2 separate regions of the Mus musculus genome follow, and region 2 is linked to region 1. Evidence: chromatin contacts called from public HiChIP or PLAC-seq data. All regions are on one chromosome and are shown on one strand. The core of a region is the stretch at or near the end of the contact, and the rest is flanking DNA. Distances in the headings are between cores, read along the strand shown.

Region 1 (5,442 bases), core at 1,313-3,812:
AATGAAATGTCTAATCGTCATGATTCTGTCAAGTCACTGTGACTGAGATTAGCAAACCGATCTGCACAGATAATGAAACTGAAGCTGAGTTCTTTTTCATCGAGACATAAAGCTGCAGAGCAGGAATTTAAAAACACAAACCACCACCTCCAAACCCTTTGCTTTTCTGCATTTGGATGACAGGGATTTAGAATAAGAGACACATGCGTTAGCCCACTGTGTCTGCCTTTCTGAACAGGAGGCTAGAGAGATGTAACATGCTCTTTTTCTTTTCTCAAAATTAACCTACGAAGAATCCAAAGCACTCCTATGTTTATGGACTTATACATTATTTGTACTGTTTTGAAATATTCAGGGAAAGAGGAAATATAATTCTTTGCCGTGGAATAAGCTAATAGCAGTGGGCAAGGAGCCGGAGCTAGCAGAAGCATCTTGATTGCTCCATACACTGATGAAAGCTGGGCTAGTGGGAGGAGGGATCAGCATCGTGCACACTGTGCCTGGGATCAGTACCAACCCACACGGGCCCCAAGAGGTGCCGCTAGCCTCACTTTATCCCATACCCACTTAAGGTGCTTTGGCAAGAATTCAGCCAGGATAACCAGTGCTTGGTTTGTAAGAGAACTACTGACAACTTCTATTTTACAAATGAAAAAAAAATGAAGCAAAGAAAGATTGTCTGATATCTAAACAGAAAAAAAAATATCAAAGGAAGGTGTCAGGATCTTCCGACAATGCCACGTGGCTTTTTCTACCCTTTTAGTTAAACTCAAAGGGTAGAGGAAAAAAAAAACTTTTGAAGCTACTTTTTCCTTCTTCTTAAACACTAGGCTGCCTATCCAAAAGAGAATTGATATCATTGGAGAATCCAAATCTCTGATATGGGATTTTCTTTCCATAACAGATTAGTGTGTCCATGGAAAGGTACCTTATTGCTTTTTTTTTTCTGTGTCTTAAAAGACGTGTGGTTCTGATTGACAGGGAGGGACCACAAAATGGCAGTGATGTTTTGTCTTAACTGCCCCCTCTCTCCCAGCCCTGATGTTCGGGCATCCACATTTCAGTTGTAGGTCTCCACCAAGTCTAGCACAAGTTCCATGGCACTTTGTGGAGATTCATCAAAATCCCAGGCCAGCATTTGTGAGAAGGTAGTGATTACACAATATCCATTTCCTACCATCTGTCCCCATATTGCTTTCAACTACCAGGCTAGTCACTGACTTAGGAATACAGGCAGAATACCAGGACTTAGGAATTCTCTTCATGGAGTTCAAAGGAACAGGCATGCTCGCATGCTCATAGACTCTATAGCTGTTTCTTACCACATGAAGCAGGCAGAGACTGCTGGATAGAGATGCACTTTACCATTGTAATGAAAACACGTTAAGCTCTCAAGGGCTGGCTTATACATCTTATGTGGACTGGAAGGGAGATGCCTCCTGGCTCCATGGGAGAGAGAGGACATAGGCCACAAAGGAGGAGGGGGAGAATGTGTTGTCAGTCTTCTCATTGCGAACATCCTTTATTCCAGATTGGGGTGGGGGGGGGGAGAGAGGGAGAGAAAGAGATATTAGTCTCATTATCATGGCATTTTGACTGCCCACCCTCTTCTTTCTCCAGCGTGTTCTCGTGATTCCCCAAAGAGCCTAAGTCAGAAGATAAAACCAGGAAGAAACGAGATGTTGTATTTGGCCAGTGAGTCAGACTTCCTGGCGGTACCTGAGTCACAGCACTCTCCACTCTCCAGTGATTAGTTTCTCTCTTCTCAGGCAATTCTGATTAATTGACACAATAAGGGTCTGAAAGCCCTAAAATGTGGGTCCAATTCCCAACCCTGATGCCAATCAGCTAAACAACCTGCAAGAGGATATGTAGAAAAATCAACAATTTTTCCATCTGCAAAATGACTGCCGCTGAGACACAGGGTGGCATTAAAAAAAAAAAAAAAAGTGTTCCAAACGCTAATTATACACCAGTCACTGTTCCAGACTGTGTCCCTTGGTATCCGTGCGCTGATTGCTTTCAGTGCAACGATGCTGCCTTAAAATCTCAGTGTGTTTCAAAAGAGTAAACATTTCGAAAGTCATCGGAGATACAGAATAGTGGATGTGGGGGGAAAAAAAAACTTAAGCAAGAATCCTGACATCCACTTCTTCACTTTTTAAGAAGGACATCAAGGCCCGAGAGAGACTACTGACCCAACCAAAGTCACAGCCGGGGTCACAGCAAAGTGCACGAGGCACTGGGCTTCGGCGTAGATCTGTAGTATGCTTCCTTCCATTCGCCGGCTCCCCACCACGGACCCCATGGAGGGGTTTCTCATGACGTGAGATTTTTTTTTTCTGGCCCTACACATATGACTGGGGTAGTATGTAAGGCCCTTTTGTGATCTAGCTGGATTCCCAACAGGTAGAGAGCGCGTTTCTTGATGACAGGGCTGCCAAGTCTCCTATGGGCTGCTGAAGCTGTGGAAAGTGGGGATAAACAGAGCCTGACAACCCCTGTTCCCGTGTCCTGACCTCTTCACCTCTCCTGCCATTTCCAACTTGGCTTCTCCAGGAGCTGCCTCCTGTTATTCAAGTCAGCAGGACTTCCAGGCATCAGGCTGCATGTGCCCCGGGCTGCTGGAGGAATATTTGCACAGTGGGGTGCAGGAGGTAGGTTAAAGTGCTGGAGAGACTGGCCGGTGATGGGCACAGAAGGGGCTCTGAGCATCTTCAAGCTTCCTTGGTCTGGAAACTTCCTCCCAAAGATTCCTTTTCTTTATTTTAACCAGTCATGCCCTGGAATCACTAATGTTCTCACTCTGATTAAAAAATTGTTTCTTGAAACCTTCTTGAAACTACCTCATTCTGGAATGTTCTTATCCAATAGGCAGCTTTAAGAAGAACCTAAGTGATAAATTTAAACAAATTAAATGCAGCTTAAGGATCATGGTGGATGACAATAGACATCCTACCTCAAGTTGACCTACAGAAATGTTCCTGCAGCCTCCTTCACAGTAGCTACAACGTAAAAGCAACACAAATTATCAGCGGATGCCTAGGTAAACTAAATGTCTTATACCTGCTCAGTGAACTGGTGCCCAGCAATGTAGACAAAGTAGTCACATTTGAAATGTGGACCAATCTTAAAATAGTTATGCTAAGTCGATGTCCTCTGAGAGTCTCCACCTACCAGCTGATTCAGACAGATGCAGACACTCACAGTCAGTGGATGGAGCTTGGGGACTCTTATGAAAGAATACGAGGAAGGATTGTGGGCCCAGAAGGGGATAGGAACTCTGCAGGAAGATCAACAGAGTCAACTAACCTGGACCCAGGGGGCTCTCAGAGACTGAACCACCAACCAAAGAAGAGCAAACATGGCTGGACCTAGGCCTCTCCATACATATGTTGCAGATGTGTGTGCAGCTGTGGCCTTCATGTGGGTCTGGAACAACTGTACCAGGGGCTATCCCAAAAGCTGTTGCCTGTACGAGGGATATGTTCTTCTAGCTGGGCTGCTTTTTCTGGCCTCAGTGGAAGAGAATGCATCTCGCCTCGCAGAGACTTGATGTCCCAGGGAAAGGGGAGATACCCAGGGCCCCCCACTCCTGCTCAGAGAAAGGTGGGTGGAGGAAGAATTGTGGTGGGATGGACAGGAGGGGGACAGTGAGCAAGATGTAAAGTATAAAAAAAAAGTTATGCTAAGTGAAAAAAGCCAGACAAAACAGAGCATAGTCTGAGTGATTCCATTTCTGTGAAATGCCCTACAAGGGAAACCAGAGACAGAAAATAGATTAGTGGCTATCAAAGGAGTAATGGGATTTTAAGTGAGTCTGGAGTTTCTTTTGGGGGTGATGCAGATGACCTAAACAGACCAATATTGCAGTTTCTCTACTCTCTACATTCACTGCAAGTTATTGAACTATCTATGTTGAGTAAATTTTCTGATACCCGAGTTATGCCTCCTAACGCTCTACAAATGAGCATCCACGGGACAGATGCCCCATCGCCCAGCACGGAAGACATCTTTGAAGTGTTTGGATACCCACCAGACTCAGTTTTTCAGTTCTCCTTACCCTAACTGTCCCCCAACGGGAAGCAAGTGACCTTCAAGTCAGAACAATCCAGCTGCCCTGCCAAGGTGAAGTCTGGCAGGGCCTTGATTCAGGGACAAACACATTTGGTGAAAAGCTGTGGCAGCAATTTATATCTGCAATTAAGACACTTAAAGTGTTTGGGACGGGCAAGAAGTTAACCCAAATGTTGATTCAGTTGTAAAGTCTTTAAAGATGTAGCCTCGCACAAGGCCCTTGCACAATGGATGCATGGTTGTATTTATTTATGCAATGTTACTGTCTGTAAAATATTCTTTTTTCCCCTAGAACTTTTACAACAAGTACCAGGACCCTTAGCAGGGGAGACTAGAATTGGGTCTGAATAATGCATTCAAGATAATTTCCAAAAAATCACCCTTTAACGAGGACCACATTCCTCCAATTTTCCGTTATATATGATTCACTATTTTGCAAATGCTGATGTATGAAGAATGCATTGAATGTGGCAAAAGTTGAAGATAGCCCCTGTGGATAAGACCTAATGGACACCATCCTGAAATAATACATAGAGCTCAACCCCCAGACATGTGTCTTCAATTTAAAATAATTCAGCAATCATGTTCAACTAGAACCTGATTACACAAAATGGGACTTTTTAACTCCCAGACTTGGATCAAATTTTGAGGCCCCAAATGCAGGAGGGGGATAGTATGTAGCGTGTTTATATATCCCAGATCTTGTGATTAAGTGCTCCACACACACATTTAAGTGTTGTTTTCAGCTTATCAAGGCACCCAGCACTGTTTCCCACCTATAAATATTAGCTCGCTTTATGAGAAACCAGGTGAAAACCCTGGCTGGGATACAAAGGGAAGAAAGTGGAAAATAACCAGAGCCTCTGGCATGATATTATGGTTTCCAAAATGCCAAGCTGAGGTCTCCGTCTCCACTCTCTCAGAGGTTAGGGAGGAAAAACTCTGGCCAGTGTTCCTCAAGGTTGGTACAGGGTGACCTAGTACAGAGGCTCTTCACACAGTGTCCCCTGAGTCTTGAAGATCGGTTGTTCCTTGATGAGTTTTTGGTTTGTTGCTGGTGCTCTCTTCTCTCTGATGACCGAGTAGGTCTACTTCCAGAGAGACACGTAGGCCTCTGTCTGTATTATGACTGCTGAGATGCTGGGAGGTCCTCTCGCACGTCTTTGATAGGCTGCCCAATCCCGAGCTGCTATCATTACTAGGTAGTTATTTCTTGAAATCCCTTTGATCAGAAGAAGTCATAACCGTAAAATGCTTCATGAATCACCAGCAATGGGCGTTAGGGAAGAAGACGGCCAGATACAGTACAAACACCCAGTGCAATTTCAGTTTCAGATCTACCCCACATGTGTTTGTGTCACTGGG
Region 2 (5,487 bases), core at 874-3,373, 210 kb before region 1:
AGAGACCTATGGCGAGGTGGTGGGTGCTGACACTGGTGGGGTGCAGTCCTAGCTGCAGGCATTTCCCGCTGAGTCAGATTGTTGTGCCCGGTCCTCCACAGATCCTCTAGGAGGGCCTGGAAGGGATTCACTGAGGACGGTCTTCACCAGGCTAACTGTTGGTAGGGAGTAAAGAGAAATAGGAGGCTTGCTTTCCTCTAGGAATCCACTTAAAATCGCCAGAAGTTTATTTTTATAGCCGTGTTATTCGTGCATTTCCGGAAAAGCACACAATTCAAGCCCTCAATGTCCCAGGTATCGTAGTCCTAGGCACTCCACTAATAGCCAGCATCACTCCAGCCCTGTGTGGCTTCTCACAAACACATCTGCCACAGCTCTCTAAGCGGCTTGTAATCGAAGAGGCCCGAGAAAAAGACACACTGTAAGAGTGCTTGGGTGGAAGGAAAAAAAATAAATAAAGAGGAAAAAAATACGTAAAGGAAGAAAATTAGAAAAGTGCAGCCACTAAAGAATAGTGACAGAAAAAAAACCAAACAAACAAATAAACAAACAAAACTACCCGCCCCATCCCCAAACATACGTACAAACAAAAAGACAAAACCGCGGAAGGACAAGTCCGCTCACTACTGAGTGGAAAATTTGGAAATCATTCCAGGACCGGCTTTATACAGAAGGATCAAACCCGGTTTGTGTAGATGCCTGTTAACGCCTGCTACAAAATTCTTGAGAGGCGAGGGCCGGTGTCTGCAGCTGCAGCCGCTGGGCCGCTGCCCGCTTGCATCCAAATTCCAGCGTCTGGAAGCGAGAGGCCCGGATTGTTTCCTCACTCCGGCCGGCCGCGGATTCCTTCCTGCACGTATTTTAGGGCAATAATAAACGCCTTGTGAAGCTGGGCATGTTTTAAATTACAATATTCCTGGAAGATCTAGTCGAGAATCTAAGTGTTTGGCTTTACGAATTTCTAAATTTAAAACTGTCCATGACTTCTTCACAGGCCCTACAGATTTTTTTTCCGTTAAAAAAAAAGTGTTTATGTGAGGAGAAATGTGCAAACAAAAGCATTCCAGTCTGTGAATGCACGGTAAATAAATACGGAGGAGAGGATGATCTAAGCGTGTCATTATTGATAAAGTAAAAAATGTTGTTTTAGATTCTCTTTTCTGTGTTTTTTCTTACGAAGCCAAGCTTTTAGCTTGCCTATGTACTGAAAGCAGTATTTTGTAAATACATTTATTTATAAATGTCATATTCATTTTTAATTTGACAATGATCATTTGTAACAAAAAATTGTTAGCTTAATTTTAGGAGTTTTATTATTCGTTTGACTACTTATTGATATTTTAAGCAGCAAACCTAAAATTAATAACCAAGGCTTTGATAGCTGCTTATTTTTGTTTCATTGAAAGTCCTTATTTTATTAGGTAGATATATAGCTGAATTAATTTTTGAAACGATGAGTAAAAACGATATTTTTCTTTCGCTTTGCTAGAGCAAAAGTATATTTTCATTCTTCTCCGTCCGACTCCTGCTCTTCTAGCAGCCACAGCAAACTGACAGGCTCCAGCCTGTTGGAGGACTAGTATGCAAATTTCGGATGATTGACACCTCTAGTGGAAACCAATCACGCTACAATAGGCTGCTGATTGGCTAACTATGGTCTGACGTATAATTGACGTTTTTAAAACATATTATCCAATCACAACAAGTCATGCAAATAAGTGAAGGAATCATATTACCAGAGATCAGAGGAAACTTGAGTACGCCCCCACGTGTTCAGTAGCCGGTACTGCAGAAACTACTGCCAAACTGTACGAAATACTCAATTCTACTGCTCGCTTTAGCCTTTCTTAAACTTTTTTGTCACTGAATATAAATGATCATTAAAAATTCCCCAAGAGGTATGATGGTTCATTTAAAAATATCTATGTGGCTACAGACTTTCAGAATCTATCCCCGTTTTTTTGTTTTTGTTTTTTGTTTTTGCTAATATTTTTATCCTCAAATCTAATCTTCTGTAACGAAGATCGTCCTTCTTCGTCTCAAGAGGACGAAGTTTACACAGCCGTTTGGTGAAGAAATCCCTGTAGGTTCAGACCTACAGGTCAGTGGAATTTGGTGGCTGTCGTGAAGTTCCACGTGTTACCGCCAGATGGCATAAGGCTCATCTTTTCTTTGCCTCTCAGCACTCTCCCCAAATTCTGCAAGTAATTTAGAAAAATTAATAACCAAACAGTTTTATATTTTATAACCGAGTGAAGTGGGACACCCTTGTACTATTAGAAAGCTACATATTACGAAAATCAGTTTGTTGGTTGTTGCTTTAATGGGAAGCTTCCTCTTGAGACTTTTGCCCAGTCAAGTTTTAGAGTAAACTACACATTCAGTGTTTGCAAAAACTTTTCCTTAAAGGGAACTGGGCGGCCATAAGGGATCGAGGCGGCCGCGCTTCGGGAGTGTCATTTTCGGTTTTTTAGGAATTAAAGTGAAATTAAAGTTGGAGGGGAAAGCTTAATTTTCCAACGACCACTCTTCCTTTCCCCAGATGCCTGCCTGGTCGCAGCCCGGGAGCCGAAGGTTGCGTTGCTGCTTTCGGACACATTTGCAGTTAACACACCCGGCTCTTTCAGCGATTCGTGTTGGGACCTCGGTCACAGGAAGGACTTTCTGTGCTTTAGTATCGTTTCTAGGGCAGCGCTTTTGTTTTGCCAACTCCAGCGGAAGACACGAGGATGAAACCCCGGGAAAGCTTTATCTCTGGCACCTCCAGTGTATATGTTTTTCTCTTTGGACTTATCAGGAAGAGAGGTGTTCGTGCGACCACAACCCCAAGGCCAGACTAAGAGCTAATGGTATTTTCAGAGGGGAGAAGGGAAGAAAGAAAAGAAAATCAAGTTGACAGGCGAGCTCTGCAGTTTCCACGAACATATTACGGGTTGACCACGCGGCCTCTTCACCCACCCACAAAAACCCCTGTACTCCGCTTTGGATCACTATACCTAATAGTCATGAAATTTAAAATCGTACCCAGTCTTCAAAAAATAACTCTGAAAAAGGCATATTTATTACTTTAAAAAAAATCACTCAGAATCCAGCCACGAGGCCCTCGTCCTACAAAATAGCGATTCATAGGCTTGTTACTTTGGGTTTCCCGTCTGCTGAATTTTATTTAGAAGCCAGTGATTAGAGTGGTTTCTCTAGTCCTCTCTCCTGCGGCCCCCTAACTGAGTTTACTTTACACCCTATCTCTGGATCCCGAACCTGCGTTACTTCAGCTCTGGTGCCTAAGAGTCAACTTCACAAACTGCAGGGGACAGACAGGAGGGCCTAACACTATCTTTGAGTTAGAATTACTTCTCCAGAAGTCCCAATCTTAAGTTTCTTATTTTTTACTGCCTATAAACTTATTGGCCTTTTATCTTCCGAAACAAAACACACTTAGAAACTTAAGTAAGAATTTTTGGGTACGCATAGTTCCCTTTTATGGGGTGGATGGAATTGAGTTTTTTTCAGTGCTTTAAGGAAAAAAAAAAAGCGTCTTTAAACAAACGGAGAAGGGTCCTGGAGGAGGACTATGGGGCCAGCTGCCCTTCCTAACTTCTCAGTCTGAGACTTTGGCATCTTCCGGGCAAGCGTGGGTTCAGGGCTTGCGGGGCAGATTGGCTGGCAGTTCCGTAAACCCAGGCTGGATGGAAGGCCGCAGTGCCCCCGGGCCCCAGAGCGGGTTTCATTTCTGCAGGGACCTCACCGGCGTCCCGCCGGGCGCTGTAAATCAGCCTTTCCTTGCTAGGAGCGCGGGGATGAGCACCGGCTCTCACCCTACGCCGCCTCCGGGGTCCATCAATCAAGCTCTCCCGCCCCAGCCTGAGTGCCGCCCGGGGCGCCTGCTTTGTGTCAGCCTGCAGCGGGCCTGGGTGGGGCGCCCCAGGGTTCGCAAGGGTCTGGAACACCCCTCAGTTTTTCCCACCCCGGGACGTGGTGACTGGAACCGTGATCTCTAATCTACAGAGCGAGTCCCCTCCTTTGCTGACGCCCCAATCCTTCCCCACTTCGTGTGATCCCTTCAACAATGTCACCCCAGAAGGGGCGAGGAGGATTCGTCACTAGCAACTTGATTTCCCCAGCAAATCCCGTTTCTGGACCTCAGTTTCTTGACTGTAAAACGATAGTTCCTTCTTCCTTCCTTCCTTCCTTCCTTCCTTCCTCCCTTCCTTCCTTCCTTCCTTCCTTCCTATCATCTACCATCAATCATTTATCCATTTTTATCTAGTTCCAGTGTTCTTTTGTTTGTGGAGAAGCATGAGCCTTTTGCCCTATACAATTTTTAAAAAAATTCCTTTCCTTCCGCTCAGATCTTCCCTCAGTGTCGTGCGCCTCACTCCACCCCTCCCTGCTCCCTGTTCTTTACAACTTACTGGGCACCAGACCATTGCAAAAAGCAACTCCATCCCTCAAGACACAGACCAGAACCTTGGGGAACTGAGCCCCGACCCGCCCTATTCCTTCTGGAGAGGCCACCAGGGGGCGACGCAGACCAAGAATAGAACAACAAGGAGCCACGTGTCTTTCTCCCAAAAATATTGTCAGGCTGGGCCTTGAACACTTTTCTTAGCTTCCCTATAGTGATTTCTTTTGCCATTTCCATTTGATCCTCGGCGCTCATACTAAATGGCTGTAGTCTGGGTACGTGGGGGAAGAAGGGTCACAAGCATAAGGAAGAGCAGCGGATGTCCAAGTGACAGAACACAGGAAATGTGCCAAATGCTAATCTTAAGCACCAAACTTTGATTCTTAGACTACGAAGGTCACACAATTTAGTGGGGTCTGGGCTGGAACCATCAGACTACAAAACTGAGGTGGAAAGCACACTCATGCATCCCTTCCTACTTTTTGGTTCTGTTTGTTTGTTTGTTTGTTTGTTTTTGTTTTTGTTTTGTTTGTTTGTTTGTTTGTTCCGAGACAGGGTTTTTCTGTATAGCCCCGGCTATCCTGGAACTCACTTTGTAGACCAGGCTGGCCACAAACTCAGAAATCCGCCTGCCTCTGCCTCCCAAGTGCTGGGACTAAAGACTTGTGCCACCATCACCAGGCCTACTTTTTGGTTTTTATGGTACGGTCAAGGCACAGGTAAACATGAGAAAGAGAGGAGCAGAGTGAGGTGAGACACCGACACTTCTCAATGAGCAGCAGCCATCGTCGATGCTGGAGGTTGTCTGCATGGGAAGAACAGAGAAGGTCCCATCCCTGCCCTTTCCGTGGAGGGACTGTTTAGATCATACTTTTATTTGTGGCTGTGTATGCTTTATGGTGTGGATTAGCTGAGCCCCAGAGGACGGTGGGCCTTGTTCACTGTGGCCAACGGAAAGATCTTCAGGAGAAAACGTGTAAGGTTGAAATATCTATTCCCACATGTGCAGAGGCTCTTGGATTGTGTTTGCTTTCAAAATCCATAAATGTTTTTATTAAACTATCTCTTTCTTGTGGCCCAGG

The links. HiChIP or PLAC-seq counts read pairs in DNA pulled down with a chosen protein or histone mark.
Region 2: a CTCF HiChIP or PLAC-seq map of the NIH/3T3 cell line shows a contact between it and region 1, with 14 read pairs. The contact joins two enhancer-like sites. A contact is called at or near these places in 11 of 39 promoter capture datasets (the 3T3-L1 cell line, 3T3-L1-derived adipocytes, the C10 cell line and 7 more), 7 of 15 datasets of contacts at CTCF or cohesin (CD8 T cells, the NIH/3T3 cell line, embryonic stem cells and 3 more), 152 of 484 Hi-C or Micro-C datasets (the 3T3-L1 cell line, 3T3-L1-derived adipocytes, B cells and 82 more), 37 of 115 datasets of contacts at active chromatin or transcription factors (the 230-238 cell line, the NIH/3T3 cell line, PVALB interneurons and 23 more) and 2 of 9 other capture datasets (embryonic stem cells and embryonic trunk).

The regions. Positions count from the first base shown.
Region 1 is chr6:50,956,826-50,962,267 of GRCm38.p6, reverse strand. No RefSeq gene overlaps it. Among named protein-coding and RNA genes, the nearest start is that of Gm31686, 15 kb to the right of the region's middle. RefSeq lists an enhancer at 4,030-5,312. Within about 2 kb of position 2,562, at least 13 of the 459 cell types and tissues checked have an H3K27ac peak or open chromatin away from gene starts, as enhancers often do. A contact at or near this core is called in the NIH/3T3 cell line, the STO cell line and stem cell-derived germline stem cell-like cells, where this site is marked.
Region 2 is chr6:51,167,272-51,172,758 of GRCm38.p6, reverse strand. No RefSeq gene overlaps it. Among named protein-coding and RNA genes, the nearest start is that of Gm32328, 3.6 kb to the right of the region's middle. Within about 2 kb of position 2,123, at least 195 of the 459 cell types and tissues checked have an H3K27ac peak or open chromatin away from gene starts, as enhancers often do. A contact at or near this core is called in the NIH/3T3 cell line, the STO cell line and stem cell-derived germline stem cell-like cells, where this site is marked.